Linked DNA regions of Bombyx mori: region 1 is linked to region 2. Evidence: chromatin contacts called from public Hi-C data. All regions are on one chromosome and are shown on one strand. The core of a region is the stretch at or near the end of the contact, and the rest is flanking DNA. Distances in the headings are between cores, read along the strand shown. Region 1 overlaps LOC101745859. Region 2 overlaps LOC101745709 (ATP-dependent RNA helicase DHX30).

Region 1 (6,409 bases), core at 2,986-5,485, 63 kb before region 2:
TAACCCAGCTGGATAACGAAAGTTTCTTAAGATGTTGATCGAAACTTTTCGCTATCAAGCCGTGTACCGATACAACTATTGGAACAATGATGGTTGAATCAACATGCCACATGGCGGTAGTCTCGTGGGCCAGGTCTAAATATTTTATTAATTTGTCCTTTTCTGCCTTATTATTATTATTATTAACTACATAACATTACATAATCATTACATATGTATACACTTCACATAATCAGATCCATGTACATACTATTAAAATATTTAATTCCAACCATTTGCATGTCCCAATTAGTGAAAAAGCAATATCTCAATTTTAATTGTAAATTTGACATAAACTTTCAGTCAGAACGCATTATGGAGGAGAACTCGATTGTACGAGACCTCATCACAAAGATCCTTGATGAATCTGTACCCACAGAAGGCGGCAGGTAAATAGTTTTATTTTAAATGAGTAGGATACACCAAAATTGTTCTTTGACTATTAATATTGATATGCAAATAAGAACACAGGCAGCACTTAGTCTAGTGATTAGCGGTTAATACATAATATTATCATGAATACTATATGAATGAAGTTTGTCAGTAATCTGCAATGGTTAACTTTTTACTTGACTTGTATTTGTTTCCGGTGCCCATAACAGAGGAGAAAATAGTAGGGTCCAATAATGTCGAATATGAGTGCTAAAAACTATTTTTATAGGTCAGTTTAGTTCGGTCAAGTAGTAGTATTTTAAATGGAAAATCAAATTGGTTTGTTTATATTTTAATGTCTTTTAAATTATTCAACTTTGGTTTTAGTATACTAATATATACTGGGCTACTCTCGAGAATGTGACGTAAGGAACCTTCTATTTATACTTCGAAACTCAGCGATAATAAATAATTCATAAACTAAAATAATGCGAGTTTTGCTCCAGAAAATCTTGAATAACAAACGAGTCATAATGTAGCGTTATTAATTTTAAACTTTCGTGCCCTTTTCGCCTCGCAAAGTTTCATAAGATGTTACCACAATAATTTTCCAGCACTGCACAATCATCGGAAAAAAGTTTAAATAGCTTACAACAGAATTATCAGAAGAACGAAACGGGGAGCCCGTCGTACGCATCGCCTTCGTATTACCAGAACAATTTGTATTTCAATCAGAACGAACAAAACGGCTTCAACAATTTCAATATTCAGAACGGTTTCGGTGGTAACAATGGTTTCGTCAATTACGCGGACAACGACGTTAATCTACTCGGTCTGGAGCCGGTCCCTGACGCAGGCCCAGATGCGGTCACCCCTGAGCAGCTGAACCTTCTGAGGCTGGCCGCACAGGAAATCGGAGGAGCACAGTTCACAAGCCCTAACGCTTTCGATGACAAATTCTATAACTTCTTCGAGCCCAGCCAAAGAAACTCCCTGCCCGATACCAATATGTTTCAAGTCAACGATTACAGTCGACCGAACAGTTTGAACTTGGACATGAGCCTGAACGCAAATTACGATTATAACAATCAGAGATACCCGAACTATAAAGACCAGAGTCAAGATCCGACGCAAATATTGCAGTATCTGAACCAATTGAACATATCCTTGGACCGAAATAGAGAAGAAAGCGCAGTTAATAACATGGATTTCAAGATGCCAATGGATTTAAACGGTCCATATCAGCATGAGCAGTTCAATAAGCCGGCGGACGATAAAATGTTCTATAGGGGCTACCAACAGCCGCCGCCGAATAAGAGTTTTGGCGACAATTTCTATGACGTAATGCCGATGAGTGACCGAAGCCCACTGACCCAGGGCTTCGACTACACGAACCAGACGCCAACCGGTGTCAACTACAACACTAACGTCTTCAACCAGAATGACTTCATGCAGAGGCGCGACATGAACGCATTCCCGAGTAATGGCGTAATAAACGAACAGAGAAACAGTTTTGAGAATATAGGGAGGGAGAATAACATGCAGCAAGCGTCGGTCGTGCGGCAGAACCAGGAGCTAGCGCGGCAGATGAGCCTCCTGATGCGGACCCGGCCTCCGCCCAACCAGCTCAATGTGGACGTCTCGTTTCTGCACGACAACGCACCTTACAATATCGGTAAGTAATCCGGTTTACAAGTCAATTCGTGGCAAGTTCAGACAATAGCAATCCTTTTTACCCTCAGTTTTTCAGTATTGAAAAATCTATTCGCCTCTATTTTCAACAGTTCTATCTTGTTATAAATATTGAAAGATTTTTTACTTAAATATATTATATAATTTTGACTTGTTACTCTGAGGTAAGGCAGACAAGATAATGCTCTTTCACAAAGAGGGTGTGAGTGAGTCTATAGACAAAGTTACCAAAGTCCATAGACATGGCAAACTCAATGTATCCAAGAATTCTCACTCTTCAAATTGGAACGCGTTATTTCTTTGCGGCAGAAATAGGCAGGTAGTGACTTACCTGTTCCAACTCACAATACTTTTACCATTCAGGAATGGAGCCGTTTTATAGCTTAATTTGTTTTACGGATTTCTAACCGGAATCATGGTCCTTAAACTTGAGCGAGTGGGAATTAGTCGGCGGTCCCAATGGAAAATAAATAGAAGAAATAAGACTAACTTCTGGAGGCTGTGAAGTCTTACATATTATGTGTTACGCGATCCCTAGTCACATTTTTTTTTTTGTTAAAGATTATTATAATTTAAATAAAATGTTAATTAAATTCCAGGTCTCGGAGCCCTGTTAGGCGCGAGTCCATCCGTCCCGCCTCCAGTGTTGCCATCACCAATGTTGGATTTACCGCTTTTGGCACCGTTCTACGCAATGAGAAATATGAGGTAATTTGCCCACTGTATTTTAAGTTATTTTAAAATGTGTCATAACTTTTTATCGCTTAAATGAGTGGATAAGCTCACATACTATTTGGTTTAGTAGTTACTGAATCCCATAGACATCTACAATGTAAATGCTGCCACTCACCTTGAGATATAAGTTAAGTTAAGAAGATCTCAAGTATAGTTACAACGTCTGCCCCGCCCTTCAAAATGATACTCATTACTGCCTCACGGTAGAAAAAGACAGGGTGGTGCGACCTACCCGTGCGGACTCACAAGAGGTCCTACCACCAGTAATTACGCAAATTATAATTTTGCGGGTTTGATTTTTGAAGTTATACTTCTTTAGGCACGTTATGAAAAATTGATGAGAGTGAAATTTTACGATGCGCGCGCACCGTGACACAAAATTAACAGAATGAAGTTGCCCACTAAATCGCTCATTACAATACGACCGACGTAACTTGGCGAGTCTGAATATAGCCCCAGGTGAACTTTCGCGCATGTACACTCGTAAAAATAAAGTGTTATTAGCATTAATTTTTTAGTAATATAAATGACAAAATTATTATTTAATATAATTCATACTAAATATTATTAAATTATTAACGTTCAATATTTATTATTAATTATTTAATATTTAAAAAAAAAGAAATAAATTTAATAAAAATAAAGTATTTTTAAATTTAATAAAAATAACTTCTTACACGCGTACATAAGTACACGCACCATTTGTTTGTTACACGACTTCCTTCACCGTGGAAGTCAATCGCGAACAGTTGCTAAGTACGTATTTCATCAGAAAAATTGGTACCCGCCTGCGGGATTCGAATCCCGTTGCATCGCTACACACGAATGCACCGGACGTCTTATCCTTTAGGCCACGACGACTTTAACCTATAAGTAACGGCGTGGACACATGTCTAAAGTGCGGCGCCTGCTACCGTGTTACGGAGCGGCGCCGTGTACTGTGCACCGCACCGGCACATGGCAGTAACCACCGTTTCCAATACAGTTTCTGTCTTAACATGCATCGCGCTTCATATTTCCTCTTAAAATGACCTCAGTCATGGTTCATTATAGAAAGGTATGGATTCACCCAATATTTTCTTTGATTCTGTTTTTTTTCATTCGTCTTATTAGCAACAAGAGCAGAGTAATACGTCTCGCGATCCATGTTAAGACAGAAACTGTATTGGAAACGGTGGTTACTGCCATGTGCCGGTGCGGTGCACAGTACACGGCGCCGCGCCGTAGACATGTGTCCACGCCCTAATAAATGTGAATCTGAGTTGGCTGAGTGTTGTGGTTGCAGGGGCGGCGCGTCGTCGTCGTCGCTGCTGCACGCGCGGCTGGAGGCGTGCTACGAGCAGTGGCGCCAGCTGGAGCGCGAGCGGAAGCGCACGGAGGCCCGCCTGGCGCTCGCCTACCCCGGCCGCGCCGTCTCCTCCTCCAACTCCATCCCCGTGCCGCGCCTGCCGCCCTGCCCCACCAGGGTCGACAGGCTCACCGTCGACATGCTCCGGGAGCACACCAAGGTACGCGACTTCATGTGTCGACCCTTGAAACGATCGATGAAACGAAAAAATAAGTCCATAGAGACACAAACACATAAATGTATGGGACTCAGCCGGCGAGAGAATGAGATAGAACACATTAGACGTTCTCGGTCGACGAGCCCTTCGTCCCAAGCGACGGGTTCGACGAGGACGATGACCGGAGACCCTTGTGCTCACGTAATGTATACTTCATAACAACGCTGATCAGTTAAGTCGAATGGCGAATTACAGGTGCTGACGCTTATGGGCAAGATGGAAACGTTAAGAGCGAGCGTTTGTGCGAATCACAAGAAGAACAAACCGGACGACACAAAGATAACGGTGTTGAAGAGGGGACAAGAGAACGTGGTCAGTGAGAAGCAGAAGGAGAAGGAGACCGGCTGCGACCCGGCCACCTTCGATCCCTCCACTTGGAGAGACGATATCAAGAATTTAGCTGAGATGTAGGTTTCGAGAGCTATTTAGGAAAACTTAAAACAAAGCTTACTTTGGAAGTAAATTTTAAGTGATGGATTTTTATAGATTTATTTTTGTGATCTTTTTTTTTTATTACCCTTGTAGGCAAACGAGCATACAGCCACCTGATGGTAAGTGGTTAACGTCGCCCATGGACTTCAGCAATGCCAGGAGCAGAGCCAAGCCGCTGCCTAGCGTTAAAATTATTTAAATTATTTAAAATAAATTACTAATCAGTGCGGGGCACACAGTACGCCCTGTCTCTAGTCATCCCGCAAATACAACAGCATAGACTGACATCCAGCATCTCCTTAGGTTGACAAATGTAAGTTCTGTATGCTTAGTTCGAGTTTCTTAACGTTTTCGATATCGTAAAAGTTAAGCCAATTTTGTATGCAGTTGGAACAGCGCCCCTAGCGGCAAACGTACGCAAACAATTCCATTCCATACAAATATGAGCTGACTTTAACGCTATCGAGAACGTTAAAAACGCGCACTAAGCATACTGATCTGGCCAATTTTTATCCTCACAGTATCAGTTGTATCGTATATTCCATGGGGAGTGCTCTGAAGAATTGTTCGAGATGATACTTTCATCTCGTTTTTACCATCGCACCGCCCGCCACCGGAGTAAAGTTCATCCATACTACCTGGAGCCACTGCGGTCATCCACAGTGCGTTTCCAGAGGTCTTTCTTGCCACGTACCATCCGGCTATGGAATGAGCTCCCCTCCACGGTGCTTCCCGAGCGCTATGACATGTCCTTCTTCAAACGAGGCTTGTGGAGAGTACAAAGCGGTAGGCAGCGGCTTGGCTCTGCCTCTGGCATTGCTGAAGTGCATGGGCGACGATAACCACTCACCATCAGGTGGGCCGTATGCTCGTCTGCGTACAAGGACAATAAAAAAAAAAGTTTTGTCTCACAAATATACATTGACGTATCATAGTGCAGCTGCATAAGGAGACGAGTAATGTGTGTGTTGTGTGTCAGCGCGCCGCACGGAGAGGTGGAGAGCGCCATGGTGGCGTGGCGCAGCGCCGTGGGAGGCGTGCAGGCCGCGCGCCGCCGCGAGCTCGCCCAGCCGCAGCGCGCGCGCCCCGACCGTGAGTAGCCCCGCCCCCCAACACCCCCGCCCCCGCGCACACCCCGCTACCTATGCTGATAGCCTTGCACGGAAGGATGGTAGAAATCTCAAGAAGCTCATCGTGACTATGGTAAGGTAGATGCGAAAAGTCCTCGGGAGCGCAGCCCAATACGTTGGTCCGACCAGATCCGCATCGTTCTTGATTTAAACGTTTCACAACGCCCTCCACACCGCCAGAGACAAGAATAGATGGAGAAAGATCGTGTGTACGAAGGTGATACAAAAGGGTGGTCACGACCCTCAACAATGAGGAATATGATGCAAGGAGATTAGATTTTTTTTAATATTTATTTACAATGTGTATTATAACGTAACAATTATTGCAATATTGAAATGCCCGGAGCGAGCAACTCATTCCCAGATAGCATTGTAATTCTCGAACATTCTGAATCCTTCGATGTTCGTTCGGCTATTCGGCGATCGATGGCGTTACTATTACCG
Region 2 (6,617 bases), core at 362-2,861:
AAGCCTCGTTTGAAGAAGGACATGACATAGTGCTCGGGAAACACCGTGGAGGGGAGCTCATTCCATAGCCGGAATTCCATAGCCATATTTATTTAAACGACAAATTAATTTAAGTAATCAATATACCCGCTCGCACTCTCCCGGCTCGTCCGCACCTCTGCTTGGCGGCGGCCTGCGACACCCACGCCGTCTCCAGACATAATGTACCTGCAGCCAAATGTAGCTATGTCACTCCACAGTCAACTGTAAACTGACGCACTAAATGTACCCTGAAACTGAAGTTTTAACTACAGTAGTAGTATAATCCAATTAGGCAACACTGAAATTAAAATTAAATAAGGCAACACTGAAGTTAAAATTACATAAGGCAACACTAAAGCTAAAATCAAATAAGGCAACAAACACTGAATTTAAAATTAAGTAAGGCAACACTGAAGTTAAAATCAAATAGGGCAAAACTGAAATTACAATCAATTAAGGCAGCACTGAATTTAAAATCAGATAAAGCAACACTGAAATTACAATCAATTAAGGCAACTCTGAAGTTAAAATCACATAAGGCAACACTGAAGTTAAACTATTTTTTGTTGCGTTGATTGGCAGACGAACACACTGCCCGTCTGATGGCAAGCTGTTACCGTAATACCAGCGGCACAGTCAAGTCGCTATCTGCCAATAAGGTACAATAAGGAACACTGTAAGGAATGAATATGTTAGAGGAAGTCTGAAAGTGTCACCTGTGACAGAGAAGCTGAGAAGTGTGCGTTTGGGATGGTATGGACATGTGATGAGACGAAATGAAAATGAGGTTGGTAAGAGAGTGTTAACTATGAATGTGGAAGGATATAGAGGAAGAGGTAGACCTAAGTAGAAATGGATGGATTGCGTGAAAGACGATATGTGTAAGTGGGGAGTGAGCGAAGTAATGGTATATGATAGATGAGTATGGCGGCCACCAAATAACCTTGAAAAATTGACTGTGGCCGGCAAGGTAGAAGGGAAAAGACCCGGCGGCCGGCCACCAAACCGTTGGTCAGATCAGATAACTGTGCTCACTGGACTCTCAGTTGCGACCGCCCTGAGAGAAGCCGAAAACCGAAGGAAATGGAAGCTGATGGTACAAAGAGCCACGAAGGGCTTTCAGGGACACGACCTTCAGCAATGAAGTATGCGACTAAGAAGAAGAGGATTATGACCGTACTCAACAAATGTTCACGATTGACTTCCACGGTGAAGGAATAACATCGTGCAATAAAAATCAAACACGCAAAATTTTAATTTGCGTAACTACTGGTGGTAGGACCTCTCTTGTGAGTCTGCACGGGTAGGTACCACCCCCCGCCTATTTCTGCCGCGAAGCAGCAATGCGTTTCGGTTTGAAGGGTGGGGCAGCCGTTGTGACTATACTGAGACCTTAGAACTTATATCTCAAGGTGTGTGGCGCATTTACATTGTAGATGTTTATGAGTTCCAGTAACCACTTAATACCGGGTGGGCTGTGAGCTCGTCCACACACATAAGCAATAAAAAAAAACACTGAGGTCAGTACAGACCCGCGCTCTGGTCGGTGGTGTTCTCCCGGTGCGCGCCGGTGTCCAGCACGTGCGTGACGTCCGGCACCGTCAGCGACGTCTCCGCCACGTTGGTCGCCAGCAGCACGCGCCGCACGCCCGCCGCCGCCGCCGAGAATATGCGCGCCTGCTCCAACGCCGACAGTCTACACCATAACGACCACTTCATTACTTATTACTACTAATGGTCCAACAGTAGTCGCAATGAATTACTAGTAGTCCCCTAGTAGTCAAAATTTCTTAGTAGTGGTCCCCCAGTAGTACAAATTTATTACTAGTGGTCCCCCAGTAGTCGAAAACAAAACTGAACGCTCTTTTTTACTGAATGACACTGAAGAAAAATCCTTTTGAAAATTTAAAGTGTTTTAAATAATAAAGGTATAAAGGTTTTCTTTACGTGTATTTAATGTGTACTGTTCGAACAACTTAAAAATCGGAAAAGGCAACAGTTCGCAATGGCCCCATCGGGAAAACTCAATAATGAGATCTAAATTAACATTGATTTGTGAATGTCGTGTTGTGTCTTGTATCGGTGCGGCGTGGTGTGGTGTGGCGTGGCGTGGCGTGGCGTGGCGTGGCGTGGCGTGTCGTGGTGTGTCGTGGCGTGTCGTGGTTTGTCATGTTTTGTTGTGTATTGGTGTGACGTGTTGTGGTGTGTCGTGTCGTGCTGTGTCGTGTCGTGTCGTGTCGTGCCTCACCTGGAATGAACAGGCACGAGCATATGCAAGTCCGAGCCTCGATAGTGCTCTTCTAATATCTGCATCGTATATTTTATCTCGGCCCAGCCCGGGAGGAACACTAAAATCGCACCTTCCTCTTGCGTTCTGTCGATCGCTTTTATCACTTCGGCTATCTGTTCGAACAAATGAAGTTATCATTACTGGTGGTAGGACCTCTTGTGAGTCCGCGTGGGTAGGTACCACCACTCCACCTATTTCTGACGTGAAGCAGTAATGCGTTTCGGTTTGAAGGGTGGGGCAGCCGTTGTAACTATACTGAGACCTGAGAACTTATCTCAAGGTGGGTGACGCATTTACGTTATCGATGTCTATGGCCTCCAGTAACCACTTAAAACCAGGTGGGCTGTGAGCTCGTAGACTCAACTAAGCAATAAAAAAAATATATAAATACATTTTGAAGTCGTCGTGACCTAAAGCAGGGATGAGCAACACGCGGCCCGCCAGGTCTTTCTAAAATTGAATTTATTTTCTCGACTTTCTCATTTCGGTTAGATTTTCTGTTTTTTTTTTGTTTTTTATCTAATATTTACGATAAATAAAGTTTCATAAATTATTAATAAGAGTTAATCTATATGCGGCCTGCCAAAGAAATTTTAAATTTAAATTGGCCTATTGATTAAAAAAGTTGCTAATCCCTGGCCTAAAGGATAAGACGCCCGGTATATTTATTCGTACCGACAGTGCCGATGTTCGAATCCACAAATACGTCCACTCATATAAACAATCAAAAAAATATTCAAATGATTCATTTAAAGCTATAATCAGTTGTAATAAAATTGAATTAAACATGGAAACACTCAAGTAGAATGATAGTGGCTCTTTGGCTACTTTTCTTCCCTTATCTAATCGTTGGTAGCCCTAATAGGCTATTCAAACTACTCACAGATCAGGTGAGTAGTCTCTCAACCTAAGAGAAGTTGCTAACACTGGCCCCAGCAAAAGTAGTGCTTCGTAGAATCTACCACCGGATCGTGACCCACTGAGAAGATCCGGCGAGAAACTCAGTGGATCTTGATTTGTCTTGCTTTAAGACGCACACAGATTCTAAATGTTTAATAAGCCATTGTCACACGCATCGAACCTAAAGGAACACTAAACTAATAAAATAAAACAATTATTTTTGTTTTTATTGTCCTTGTACGCACACGGCCCACCTGATGGTGAGTGGTTACCGTCGCCCATGGAATTCAGCAATGCAAGAGGCAGAGCCAAGCCGCTACCTACCGCTGAATTCACACTGCTTGCGTTCTCGTCAAAAAGCACCTTAAGTATTTAGTGATAAAAGCTATATTTCAGCAACACGAGTACCTCTTGGCAGTGGACCGTCGGTCTACCGCCCGCCCTCGAGATACTCTCCATCGTTTTGGGCAAATTCAAATTGAACTTCTTTTGTATGTCATCGAGATACGTGACCTCGACCGGGTAAGTTCTCCCCGGAACTGCTATCACCGGACATTGTCCGAAATATCTGGAATATTAATGCAAAATTTATTTATGGATGCTAAAGTAAAAATTTGTAGACATTCAGTTAAATAAAACTAACAATTATTGCCTTGACACATTGTAATGTACAATGAATTTTTTTTTTCGTATGGAAATCGACACAAGTGACCATTGTTGCCAGCTTCAAATTTATAACACCATCAATAATTTGTATATAACGCCTTGCAACCTTTCCAAATAATGAAACACAGTTAATTTTGATAGTTCTAATTTATTTGGATATTTTTATGATCGTCTTGTATTCCACTAAATTTAACTGGTAGCTTTAATCTGTTAACCGGGGAATTCCCTGTTTTTAAATACGCACGCAACATGTAATGTACACGGACTCTTTCACTGGGACGTGTCAGTACCACTATCAACATCAATACTGATACTGATCTTTTTTTTATTGTTTAGATGGGTGGACGAGCTCACAGTCCATCTGGTGTTAAGTGGTTACTGGAGCCCATAGACATCTACGCCGCAAATGCGCCACACACCTTGAGATACGAGTTCTAAGGTCTCAGTATAGTTATAACGGCTGCCCCGCCCTACAAACCGAAACGGATTACTGCTTCACGGCAGAAATAGGCATGGCGGTGGTACCTACCCGCGCGGACTCACATAAATCACCGGATCTTCACCATTTCTCAAATTCACATTCCGACATGTATCGATGACTAATATCATTGTTGTACGAAAGTATTAGAAGTTCCATTGACTCCAGGACGCCAACTATCTTTCAAGCACGCATTTACATATCCTACTCGTACACTTTATTATTCAGTTAAAATTTTAATTAAGAGCTGGCAACACCGAATGTAGTTGCGTCTGTCATGGCGGACGAACGTCAAGACAATCCATTCTATTGACAGCGGTCGCATGCGATGGTCATTCACAAGCCGCATGTTTGAACCTGAAGAGGCACTAAGACTCCCCGCGCACTTAGTCAGCCTGTTGCACGGCACCCAGAGCGAGTGTTGGCCAATGTATGTGGCTGCTGTCAGTCCCCGCGCACTTGCTGTAGCGGCCAATGCATATTCGTTTTGCCAAATGCTAGGTATACGACACAGCATGCTTGTACAATCTCTTGTATTTAAAAAAACCGTCTGGGTATGTATGAACATTATTAAAATAGTTATAGAATAAGCCTTTTGAATGCCGTTCTAGAAAAAGAGAATGAATCCAGTGTCTTTTCTTTGTTTTGCGTTTTTTACGAGATAAAGTCCAAATCGCTCGACGAAAAGATCATAAATTGGCGTCGGCTGGCTGCTATAACTGGCTGCTCAAATATTTCGGTTGCCGCAGCCGGGCTGCCTAGTGCGCGGGGAGCCTAAGACGACTAACTAAACAAGAAAGCGACTTTCTACAAACATATACAAGAGACAGTAATTAATAAATTGACCCGCCTGTTATTAAGTGGCTAACATATCCCATAGATAGAACAACATGAACGCCGCCGCCCATCTTAAGACGTGATGAACAAACAAACTAATAACAATAAGGCATTTACTACGTACCTAGTGAACACGTCGACATCAAGCGTGGCGCTCATTATAACGACTTTAAGCTCCGAATTGATCTTCAAAGCTCTTTTCAAAAGCAATAAGGTCACATCGGTGTTCACGTCCCTCTCGTGAGCCTCATCTATGAGCACGTGAGTGCAGCCTACGAGACCTGAAAAAAAAACAAGTTTAGGGTCTTTGTTTGGGCAAGCAATGTAGGACAAAGTCGACTGGCACGGAGTCAACGACCCCTAGTGAAACATTAACTTACGTAACAGATCAGATTTTAGGATATTTTTTTGGGCAAGCAATGTAGGACAAAGTCAAATGGCGCGGAGTCAACGACCCCCTAGTGAAACGTTAACTTACGTGACAGACAAGTGATGCTTGTCTGAACCTTTGTATTGATAAAGCACGTCTTGGCAGTTCTGATATCATAAATTATCTTTGTATCTTTTCTTTTCACGTCTTTCGATCTCAATCCGACTTTATTGCATAGGCGAACGAGCTTACAGCTCATCTAGGGTTAAGTTCTCGCCGGAGCCCATGGACATCACGATGAGACTAAAAGTCTAAATTACTATACAAACAGCTGTGTCACCACTGTGCTCGCCATGTAAACATTTTTGCATATATCATGGTATACTTATTTTTGGAGTCAACGCAGCATCAATCGCGTTTGAGTGGTAACCACGTAGCAGGTGAAGATCTGGTCGTGGAGAGCTAGATGAGACAACTTGTGATGATTATGATGATGATTCATCCGACCGATTTCAGCCATGGCGACCACTTTGACCCCTAACCGTCGATTTGGCGCTCGGAGATGGCTTATATAGCCTATTTTCAGGGCAAAACTTGTGAAGACCCTATGTTCCAGCAAGGTACCCTACTAATTGGCAACTACGTCACAGCTATGGCAACGCAAACGTCGATTTTTTTATTTATTGCTAGGTAGTTGGACGAGCTCACAGCCCACCTGATGTTAGGTGGTTACTGGAGCCCATAGACATCTACAACGTAGACGCGCCACCCACCTTGAGATATAAGTTCTAAGGTCTCAAGTATAGTTACAACGGCTGCCCCACCCTTCAAACCGAAACGCATTACTGCTTCACGGCAGAAATAGGCAGGGCGGTGGTACCTACTCGTGTGGACTCACAAGAGGTCCTACCACCAGTAATTACGCAAATTATAATTTTGCAGGTTTCATTTTTATTACACGATGTTATTCCTTCACCGTGGAAGTCAATCGTGAACATTTGTTGAGTCCATAATTCATTAGAAAAATTGGTACCCGCCTGAGATTCGAACACCGG

Evidence for each region. Hi-C and Micro-C count contacts between places; a contact is called where the count stands out from the background.
Region 1: a Hi-C map of middle silk gland shows a contact between it and region 2, with 2.1 times the contacts expected there. The contact joins two enhancer-like sites. A contact is called at or near these places in 2 of 7 Hi-C or Micro-C datasets (middle silk gland and whole pupa).

The regions. Positions count from the first base shown.
Region 1 is chr28:8,603,432-8,609,840 of ASM3026992v2, reverse strand. It overlaps LOC101745859, which reads left to right. Exons shown (of 10, transcript XM_004924320.5): 2 at 343-428; 3 at 1,026-2,086; 4 at 2,703-2,811; 5 at 4,124-4,346; 6 at 4,599-4,810; 7 at 5,815-5,927. Among protein-coding and RNA genes, the nearest start is that of LOC101745859, 6.5 kb to the left of the region's middle. Within about 2 kb of position 4,235, at least 4 of the 8 cell types and tissues checked have open chromatin away from gene starts, as enhancers often do.
Region 2 is chr28:8,537,840-8,544,456 of ASM3026992v2, reverse strand. LOC101745709 (ATP-dependent RNA helicase DHX30) reads right to left here. Exons shown (of 21, transcript XM_062676812.1): 9 at 5,317-5,473; 10 at 3,620-3,779; 11 at 2,270-2,424; 12 at 1,554-1,717; 13 at 127-207. Among protein-coding and RNA genes, the nearest start is that of LOC134201610, 7.4 kb to the right of the region's middle. Within about 2 kb of position 1,611, at least 2 of the 8 cell types and tissues checked have open chromatin away from gene starts, as enhancers often do.